Linked DNA regions of Rattus norvegicus: region 2 is linked to region 1. Evidence: chromatin contacts called from public Hi-C data. All regions are on one chromosome and are shown on one strand. The core of a region is the stretch at or near the end of the contact, and the rest is flanking DNA. Distances in the headings are between cores, read along the strand shown.

What was found. Hi-C and Micro-C count contacts between places; a contact is called where the count stands out from the background.
Region 2: a contact with region 1 is called in a Hi-C map of psoas muscle, with 2.2 times the contacts expected there. The contact joins two enhancer-like sites. A contact is called at or near these places in 5 of 12 Hi-C or Micro-C datasets (the Rat2 cell line, Schwann cells, frontal cortex and 2 more) and 1 of 1 datasets of contacts at active chromatin or transcription factors (oligodendrocytes).

The regions. Positions count from the first base shown.
Region 1 is chr7:69,832,861-69,837,924 of GRCr8, forward strand. The region is part of intron 2 of Ywhaz (tyrosine 3-monooxygenase/tryptophan 5-monooxygenase activation protein, zeta); the gene reads right to left. Among named protein-coding and RNA genes, the nearest start is that of Ywhaz, 13 kb to the right of the region's middle. Within about 2 kb of position 2,506, at least 19 of the 93 cell types and tissues checked have an H3K27ac peak or open chromatin away from gene starts, as enhancers often do.
Region 2 is chr7:70,153,667-70,158,730 of GRCr8, forward strand. No RefSeq gene overlaps it. Among named protein-coding and RNA genes, the nearest start is that of Zfp706, 97 kb to the left of the region's middle. Within about 2 kb of position 2,840, at least 57 of the 93 cell types and tissues checked have an H3K27ac peak or open chromatin away from gene starts, as enhancers often do.

The sequences.
Region 1 (5,064 bases), core at 1,256-3,755:
CAGAAAACAAGAAGACAGTAGACAATAATGCTGATTGCTTTGACTGGAAAGAGTTATGGCTGCACAGGATGACGAGTGAAGAATGACTCCCAAGTGCGGGCACATCACTGTTAATGCCTGTAACTTTGTAGAAACGCACTATACACTGCTCACCTTAAAATACAGCAACTGTTTATACTGTCCACCCTCTTCAAAAAGAACAGGAAATAATTTGTACTAAAATACTTTTCAATACTAACATATTCTTCCTAAACCTATTTTTTTAAATAAGCGCATGAGTTCCACTTACATCGTGTCTACTTCTAAAGGTTTTAGTTTGAGGAGAACAAGGACTTATCCTTTCTTTGGTCGCCAGGGACTAGTGAACACTGAACATAAATACAGAATAGACTGCAAGGTAGAGAAAATGGCAGGGCTGAGTTTGTTTTTTCTCTTGGAGTAGGTACAATTATTAAAACAATTTTACACCTTTTCACTTTCACACAGTCAATTTTGTTTCTCGAGCTACAACCTCAATACTGTCCAGGTGTAAACCGGAATTCATGGGCTTAAGTGATCATGCCCCAGTCCTACAGTAGTTATGGTAGTAGGACCTCATGGTTTTTAATCTTATAAGCTACACAACAATAACAAACCCCCAAATCCATTATGCTGCCTGCTTCTAAGATGCTCAAATAAAGTTCTGACTGAATTACAATGAATGCATACTTTCAACAGCCTACTTTAAATAAAAAGAGAATTTTACAACAACCTTCAGTAGAACAATTTTTATGACCTTAGTGCCTTAAAGACCCACTTCTCAAATATAAAAATAAACGAAGCTCACTATTTAACTTTTAGACAATTAAGATACAATATAAACTAAGGCTGACACTATCAGATAATTAGTAGTTTCCTAAGACAAAAAAAAAAAAAATCTGTGTTTCTGATGCTGAGTGCTCGCCAGGACGACACACACGCGGTGCCGGGCAAGCACCCGTGATAGGAGCAGCAGCCACAGAGCAGTGTCTGCCCACCTGCCTGAGCCAAGGGAACTCACTCTAGAGCAACAAAGGCCAGTGAGAACTGGCCATTGAGGCAGTACAAGGATCACTCTTCACTCACCCGGTTTCACTGCAACATTAACTTCAGTTTGCTTTCCATTTTAATCCCAGAAGTGTCCCCAATATGCTAAGTGGTCCCCAATATGCTAAGTGTTCCCCAATCTATCATCAACCTTCAGATTTCCTAGATATTTGAGAGTACATTTCCTCCTCTGACTTTAAGAAAGCCTGAAGTATCTAACTAAGAATTACAAAAGTAAACCAAATCAAAGGACAGTGTACCAGGAAACGGGGGAAAGACCAAAACCATGAAAAGCAGATGGAAAAGCTGCCCAACTAAAGGACAGTGATTCAAGGGTGTAAGGGAACAGAATTCTGGAACCATCTGATAAGAACAGTGGTCCAATGTCGTATTTAAGAAAAACCTGTAAGTAAACAATTTGGTTGGATTCCCGGTTAAAACCATAAAAACAGGCTGGAGAGATGGCACAGTACCTAAGAATGCTGGCCGCTCTTCCAGACTGCCAAGGCTCCCCATAGGGCAGTTCTCATCCATCTGTAACTCCAGTCCCCAGGGGATCTAGTACCTTCCTTTGGCCTCCAAGGGCACCAGGCACCCACTCAGTGAACGGACACACACTTGGACAAAACACGAATATACTTAAAAAATTTAAGAGCAGGTAAGATGGTTAAAGGCCTTGTGCCAAGACTGGTGACATGATTTTAATGCTTAAGACCCCCCACCCCAAGAAGGAAAACTGACTCCAGTAAAGAAGTGTCCTGTGGTTTAGGTGCAAATGTATTTCAAATTCCAGAGGCAGCACAGAAGCAGTGATGCATGAGTAAACATGGGGAGACAGCTCTCGCTTTCTACACTTAGAACAAGCACTGCATCAATTGCAGGAGGGTAACAGATTGGTGCTTGTGCCTATAGCCCTAGCACTTGGGAGGAAGACTGCGCCAAGTGTGAGACTGGCCTGAGCTTTGGCATGAATTGTACCCTATTTCAAAAAACAGAGATCTGGGCATAAGTGCCAACACTTGGGAGGTAGAGACAGGACTACAACTTCAAATCCAGTGTGCACTATCCAAGACTAGTCATACACACAGCTACATGCACCCTCACAATGATCCTAAAACTAATGAACTAAACTCTGAAAATGCAGCTCAACTGTAATGTGACTCCAAAACCCACTCCTCTACTTTAGTGTATCGCCACATCACTCAATGACACCAAAACACCCCCAGAGAGGAGGACATGGTGCACATTCCTAGTCTTGGGCAATTCTTTCCCACGTAAAGTTTCCCCAGTACTTTATTCTGTAGACCTACAGAATTTACCATCATTTCTAGTTCTCTTAAAATATATAACAGAAAGCTAAGCCATGAATTTAACAGGCTTGCTGCTTCTGAGTTTAGTCTCTTACTCCCCCTTGTGGCTGAAGGGGCACTTGTTCCCAAATTGTAACCAGGGTTGCTCCAAACTAACCAATTAGTGAAGTGCTCACAAAACATGCTAATGATGCTTCCTATGGCAACACTGAGTGTTGTGTGTGAGGTCACATGGACACAGCTACCTTTAAAGGGCGGATGTGAGGATATGGAGAGTGATGAGGGTGATCACCTCCAATGCAGTCCCAGCAATAAGCACATGGCAGACCTTTATTTAATGTCTTAAAACCAACAAGAGAGCTGATACATTAATAATCCCTTGGGCTGCACCCTAAAATACCATAAATGGCAGTCTATGCCAAAAATTTAATAAGCAAACCATCTTTACAAAATTTAATGCTTGATGGAATGCATTTTTTGCTTTGACCAGTTGGGAGAGGGGAGACAGCACAGCATTGCCATCATCTGTTCAGGAAGGCATTACCCCTGTAACTCGGGGAAAACAGAATGGGGAGGAACTACTGTTTAACAACCCTGGGGGAGCTTTGCACTTAGGTAGGATTTCTATTTAAGGCCAGCCTGGGCTACAGAATGAGAGCCTGCCTCAAAATAACTAACCAACCATCAGGCAAATGCCACACCCAAACTGTAACTGCTAATCAATATAGATAACAATCAGGCACCAATTCACCAGTTGTTGACAAATCCCTGACACCCCTGAGCATGTTTTTTCCCTCTCCCCAGGACCCTTTTGCAAGCAGCATAACCTTGGGCCTCACAAACAAGGTCCCATTACCAAGCTTCCATTATGGACCTGTGTGTGCAGACAGGGAAGAGGTCAACTTTAGCTGTCTTCCACCTTCCTTCTTTTACCTCCCTCCCTCCCTCCTTCTTTCTGGAACAGGGTCTGTCATTAGACCTGGACCCCAGTACAGCGAGGCAGAAATCTGTGGGTCTGCCTCCCCAGGAGAGGACTATAGTTCAGTAAGAGCTGGGCATCTGAACTCGGGGCTTCCTGCTCACACAGTACATGTTTTATCAACTGAGTCAACTCTCCAGCACCCTTTAAATGTGAGTCTCAGTTTCTTTTACAGTTTCATTTTCAGAGCCAAGGTTTTATCTTATATATGACCTCAAATTTGTTATTTCCTGCTTGAGGTACTGGATTACAGGAGCATGGCACCTAAGATTTGGCCTTCAACAGTCTCTTTGGCCTAGGCTCTAGCCTTGAAACTAGCTACATGACACAGGGAGTTCAACTTGTGGCCCTTCAACCATCACCCAGAAGCGGCATGCTGGGATTACAGTCGAACACCACTATGCCCTTTACACTGCCTAAGGATGGAACCCAGGTGCATCCCCTTCATCAAATGAGCCACACACACCCCAGCCCAACCCTTTAACAGTGTTTGTAACCTGCGCACATTATAGATCTTGTAAATTCCCTGTGAGCCCCCTCTATTTGTGTACAGTCATTTCCCTCTCCAGTTGAGACTTACAAGGAGAGGCTTTTTATATCTACTCTTCTATGACACAGGGTTTACAAAAAATGGGCAGCCAGCCAGTCAATAAATATTAACTACAGGGCCGTGAAGTCTGCAAACCTGCCCTTAACCATAAAAATCCGTACAGAAACTAACATAGAAGCTAGGCATGCAAGGCTTCTCATTATCTTTGTGATATGACTGAAGAAACAGTCTGAAGACAATGCTCTCAGACAAGAGCTAAGGGTAACTGAAAGGAAAGCCATTACCGAAAAGAACATGGTTCTGGTTAAGTACATGAAATTAAATGTAAAGTTGCTTACACTGTCAAAACAATTGGCCTCTGGGATCTAAGCTCGTCACTTTAAACTGAGCAACAATTTTTAATTAGCTTTAAATTTATTTTGTATAAAGATATTCTGCCTGCATGTATGTATGCTTGGTGCCAGCAGAGACCAGGAAAAGGTGTCAGATCTCCTAGGACTGGAATTACAGACAATTCTGAGTTACCACGGCAATAGGAATGAAACTGGAGTCCTTCTGAAGATCAGCCAATGATCTAAGTGGCTCTTAATTGCTGAGCAACCTCCCGGCTTAAAAAGCAGTTTTATTTAAAAACATCCTGAGGAGCTCATCAACACCTGTCCCTCCCTCACCCCCAGGTTCTGACCATTTCCCCAAAGTCTACCTCCAGCTACTTGCAGGCCTTAGTGGAAGGGAATCATTGAAAGTAAGGACTCAGAAGTCCTTAGGTCAGAGATGAGAGCTGTGAACCTTCCATCAGGGACAATACCAGCTTAAGCCAAAGGCTTTGTGGGATCTGGGCAAAGACAAGCAAATAGGCAGAATGAAAAGTTTTATGAAGATAACTGTAAGAAACATTTAGGGCTGGAGAGATGGCTCAGTGGTTAAGAGCACTGACTGCTCTTCAGAGGTCCTGAGTTCAAATCCCAGCAACCACATGGTGGCTCACAACCATCTTTAATGAGCTCTGGAATTCCCTCTTTTGGTGTGTCTGAAGACAGTAACAGGGTACTTATACATAATAAATCTTAAAAGAAAAAAATGTTATTTAACAGTATAGAGAAAAGACCAAGCCAGACACAGCACTAAAAGAATCTTTTCACGGCTCAGTGGTTAAGAGC
Region 2 (5,064 bases), core at 1,590-4,089, 320 kb after region 1:
TGCCTAGGAAGCGCAAGGCCCTGGGTTCGGTCCCCAGCTCCGGAAAAAAAAAAAGTTATCTTGTCAGCTTTTCACATGTGGAGAGAAGAGGCCCACCATTGTCTTATGAGGTGGACTCAGACTTTATGCTGGACCCCCTTCAATCTCTACTCCCAGGATCTACAGCACGCAGCTAGCACTCAGTGTACTATGTAACAGTCTCCAACCAGTTCTCTGTTGCTGTGTAACAAAGAACCCCATGATATAGGGCTCCATATTGTGTTGCCTTTCCTATAACTCACCACTCTGTGTATCAGGAGTTCTGGGAGAACGTCCCTTGTCACCGTGAGATGGTATTCTCCCTCTGACAATTGCTCTGGTCAAGAACAATGGCCTCGCTCATATATCTAGTAGGGACAATTAGAACACTGTGGTGATTTGAATAAGAATGTCTACCATAGGCTCACATATTTAGTCGGCCCCCAGTTGGTGGCATTGTTTGAGGGGAATTATGGAGCCTGTGGAAAAGTTTGTTATTGGTCAAGGGCTTTGAGAGTTTATAACTTGGCCCCATTTTCAGTTCACTAGTTCATTCTCTGCTCTGTGTTTGTAGTTGAAGACGTCATCATCTATCAGCTCCCTGCTCTGGCTGCCTGCGGCCAGGACTTCCTCACCATTATGGAGTCTCCCTTCTAGAACCGTAAGCCAACAGAAACTCTTCCTTCACTGAGTTTATCACAACAGAAAGGAACTGACAGGCATATGACTTGGGCGCTTTGCTTTTCTTAGTAACCCAGGTCTTTCCCTGTGGGGGAGCAGAGGAAGCTCTGAGAGAGTGTTGTTGACATGATACAGCTACTCAAAAAGCCTCAGACCCACGGGGAGTGGCACCCCACCCCCACTACTCCCTCGCTACCCCGCCCCTCCCCTCGCTACTCCCTCACCCGGTGAAATCAAGGCATGACAAAGCCTTTTTCTCTCAGGGAGATGTCTGCAGTATGGGCAGAAATGAGCAGCTGCAGCTTCCTCCTGCTGGATGACTGCAGCCTGAGACTGCTCCCTCCAGAGGTCTATATAGACTAGCTAGCCTCTTCCACTGTGCTGCACTTAAAAACAAATGCGGAGCTTCTGGGTTGCTGTGCAGTAACGGGCTGTTCCAGCAGGGGGAGCACGACCTACCTGACTGTCCGTACGCGTGTCTCTAACCCAGTCAGGCCAATCCCGAAGCCTTACCAGACACGGCATTTCCCTGTGCCTGCCCCTTCCAGTCCGGCAGTTGGACTTCTTACTTTTGAGTCAAGTACCCCAGCAGCAGAGGTCTTCAACTGACAAAATGAGTCTTAACACTTGGATCTGGTCCAAGTAGACACACAGCCAACATAATTGAAGCAGAATAGACAACGTCCGTCTCCTGTAAAGACGATAATCGCCCAGCTAGTTATGAATGGGCGCTCACAGTTTTAAGGAATTTCCATATGCACAAGAGAGCTACATATTTTCTGCTTTTTAGCCAAAAGGCTCCCAGATGCCTCCCCTCAAATGAATGGCCAGCGATAGATTTCCTGGAGCACAGTATCTGTTGTCAGCTATTCATTCACGAAGATCTTCAGAGAGGGCACAGCTGTGAGGTGGTTGTGAGCCTGGATGTCTGGTAGGTTTTCCCTCCCCTGTGCTAGGCTCAAAATGGGCCGTAAAGATGTCCTACCTTCTAAGCCCACGAAGGCAGCTCTGAGTCACTGAGTCAAATTGAGTTTGCAGATGGAATTTGGTTAAGGATGCTGCAACAAAGTGCTTATCTCACGTTGCCTGGACATACACAATGTGACCACAAGGGCCCTTATAACTGGGATGGAGGAGACCAGGATGGCTAGTGGGAGAGGCAAGAATCAGAAGCAGTGGGCAGCCTCTGGAAGTTAGCACAGACAGGGAACAGGTTGTCCAGTTGGCGCTTTGACATTAGCCCCAGAGCTGGCTATGGAGAGCAGCAAAAGAGGGCTGGTGGTGGTGCCACACCCTGGCTTTCTCTTGAGGACTCCTTCTCTTTTAACGTTTCTGTGACCAGATAGAGTGGAAGAGAACTGTGGATTTGGGGACCAGGACAAATGAGGGGGAGGTGGCACTATGAAGTGTTCTCCTAGGGGCTGCAGAGATGGCTCAGTGGTTGAGTGCTTTCACAGAGGACCCATGTCTGGGCCCCCAAACCAGCTCACAACTACCCGTAGCTCCAGGGCCAGGGGATCCACTCTCCTCTACTGGCCTCAGGGGGACCCTTCATCACCCCTTGAAAGACACACATGCATGCATACAGTAGAATAAATCTTAAATGGAAAGGGCTCTTTTATTGGAGTCGCCTATCCTTGGTCTGCCAAGTTAACCTCTCTAGGCAGTTTTGAGTCTGGGGCAGATGGGTGTGGCCAGCCACCTTTTCCTGGTCAGCATCCTAGAAACAGGGTGTCTGTAGCTGGGAAGGACACAGAGATCCTTCAGACAGTTCAGTCCATCTGTCATCACGTCCATCTGACACTGGCACTGAGGGTCATGTCCCCCGAAGAAAACAGGCAGAATGCAGGAATGCCCGGACACGGGCCTGGAATCCCTCCGGCTTCAAGGCCACACGAGTGCTCTTTCCTGTCTCAGGGACCAGGGCTCCTTGTCCCTCTAGGACTCTGGATAAATAAGCAGGGTGTGCAGGTCCAAGGAGGAAGCATGGGCTGACATCAGTTCTAAGTCTGAGGCCTTGGATGAGTCTGTCTGCTAACAAAGCCCGCGTTCCCATCTCTGAGTGATGTTGGGATAGCTCCCTAACCAGGCCTTGGGAATGAATCCAAAGAGGGAACGAGTAAGATGACTCAGCAACCAGAGAGTGGCAGACATTTCTAGCTGCTGACCGAGCTCTGCTACCCAGTTTATAGGACTGCAGTAGCAGCAGTGCTGGGACACTTTGCTCTGAGATCACTGACAAGGAGCATGCTGTCCTGTCTAGCTACTCAGTCAATGCCCCCCCCCGGGGGGGGCTGAACAGAAACTCAAATCCCTCCGAACCCAGACCTTCAAAACCAGTTAACCAGGCATGAGAGTGGACTAAATTCGCCTACATGATTCCAATGTATGACTGAAGTCATACATTCAGGCCTCTGTGTATTATGTCACTTCCCCTAAATGCTTGCCCACCTGCCCCTTGAAAGCCTCCTGATTAGCTAGGTGGTGGTGGCGCACACATTTAATCCCAGCACTCTGTAGGCAGAGGTAGGCAAATCTCTGAGTTTGAGGCCAGTCCAGGATAGGACTACACAGAGAATCTTGGTTTCTAAAAACAAAACTAACAAACTAACAAAAAGCCTGCTTATTTTCAATGAGCATTTGAGGACAGCAAGTCGTCCAGAGCGTTTTGCTGTTGTAGTTGTTGTTGTTTAGCTGAGCCATTGGAAAACTCTTGTACGTGTGTAGACTTAACTGTCTGCTTCATCCTACCACTACCCCTAGTCCTTAGAATCAGGCCTGAGCCATGGAAAGCCCTGAGCTGTTGCAGACAACCGGCTACATAGCTAGACAGTTTGTACATTTCACACTCACAGGCTTGTGGTGAATGAATAACGTTTGAAAGATTTCAGAGAGAAGGAGGGTTTATCAATGCAGACTCCAGGCTTTGAGAGAAAAGCCCGCTGTTAGGGGGTTGGGAAAGTCCCTAAAATTACCTTCAAGTTGAGACCGGTCCACAGCGCCATCTGCTGGGCAACTGTAAACTAGGTTTAGCCTAAATTTCCCTCAAGGGCTAAATCCACAGATTAGCTGGAAAGAGAGACTGGTCAGAGGCATGCCTGACACACCCAGCTGCTTGAAGTACACCATTGTGTATGTGCAGTGTGTGTGTGTGTGTGTGTGTGTGTGTGTGTGTGTGTGTGTGTGTGTGTGTGTGTGTGTTTCTTAGTTTATGAATTAGGAAATTCAGACTTGGGAGTTTACAATGATTAACTCAAATGCCAATAAAATTAGAACGAGCTTTAAATCTAGGCCTTTAAAGTGGAGAACCCATCCATTTCCTCTGTGATGAGAATCGATAACCACATGACCCAGAGAAGCAGCAAATAACAAGGGGTCTCATAGCTGGGGAACAGAGTAGTGTAGTGATAAATCTGACCGATCTAGCATGCAGTTTATAAAAATTGTAACTGAGTTGTGTGTTTTTACATGGACTTATTGAGGTTGGAGATTTACTGCAATATCCGTGCGTACTTAAGAGCATTTAAACAATTACCATTATACTACCTTCTATCCTTAAAACCAATTAAAGCAAATTTCATTCATCTCTTTATCTGGTTGTAGGAGACAGGCAACTTCCACCATTTGTCTCTGACTGACTTTCAAGTAGCCTGTCTCTTTGCAAAGCAGGGGCTCCTAGTACCTCTGAGCCCAAACTCTCTGTACTAGTTCTAAACCCACAGGAAGAAATCCCCACTTGGGATTTCTTGGGCAAAATCTGTAGCCTACTAAGAAGCCAATTCTTCCCAACTCTTCATCTAAGTCATGGTGTGTGTTCTCCATCTGAGAATCTCTAAGTAATTTTCAACAGTGGGTATGTGCCTTCCATTTTGCATACCATCTGTTGTGGTAAATTATTAAAGAGTCTTCTCTATGCTTGGGGGGGGGGTGATCACACGTTCACAGCACCTACTCCAGAGGCTCTGGATCTTGGACAGGGGAAACACACACACACACACACACACACACACACACACACCTTTAATATTTTAATATGTCTTGGCTAACTCAATGGATAGGTCACTCTTGTACTTCTGTGTGGCTAACACACTCCCCTCCAACGTTCCAGAGTTAATACTTGCTAAATCTTTATTTCATCTCTGCTACCCCAGACCCAATAGGGGGAGTGGCCCCTAGAGCCACTTTCCCTGATTCTAACTTGTCGGTGGGCTCTCCCTCCTGCACCTTTCCCCATATGGTCCATCTTCTTTGCCCTCCTCTAGGTGGAATTCCTCTTCCTGTTTCTGCATTTCTTTCCCAGGAATCCTAAAAGCCCCACCTCTATCCCCCTGCCCAGCCATTGGCCACTGCTTCTTTATTGACAAG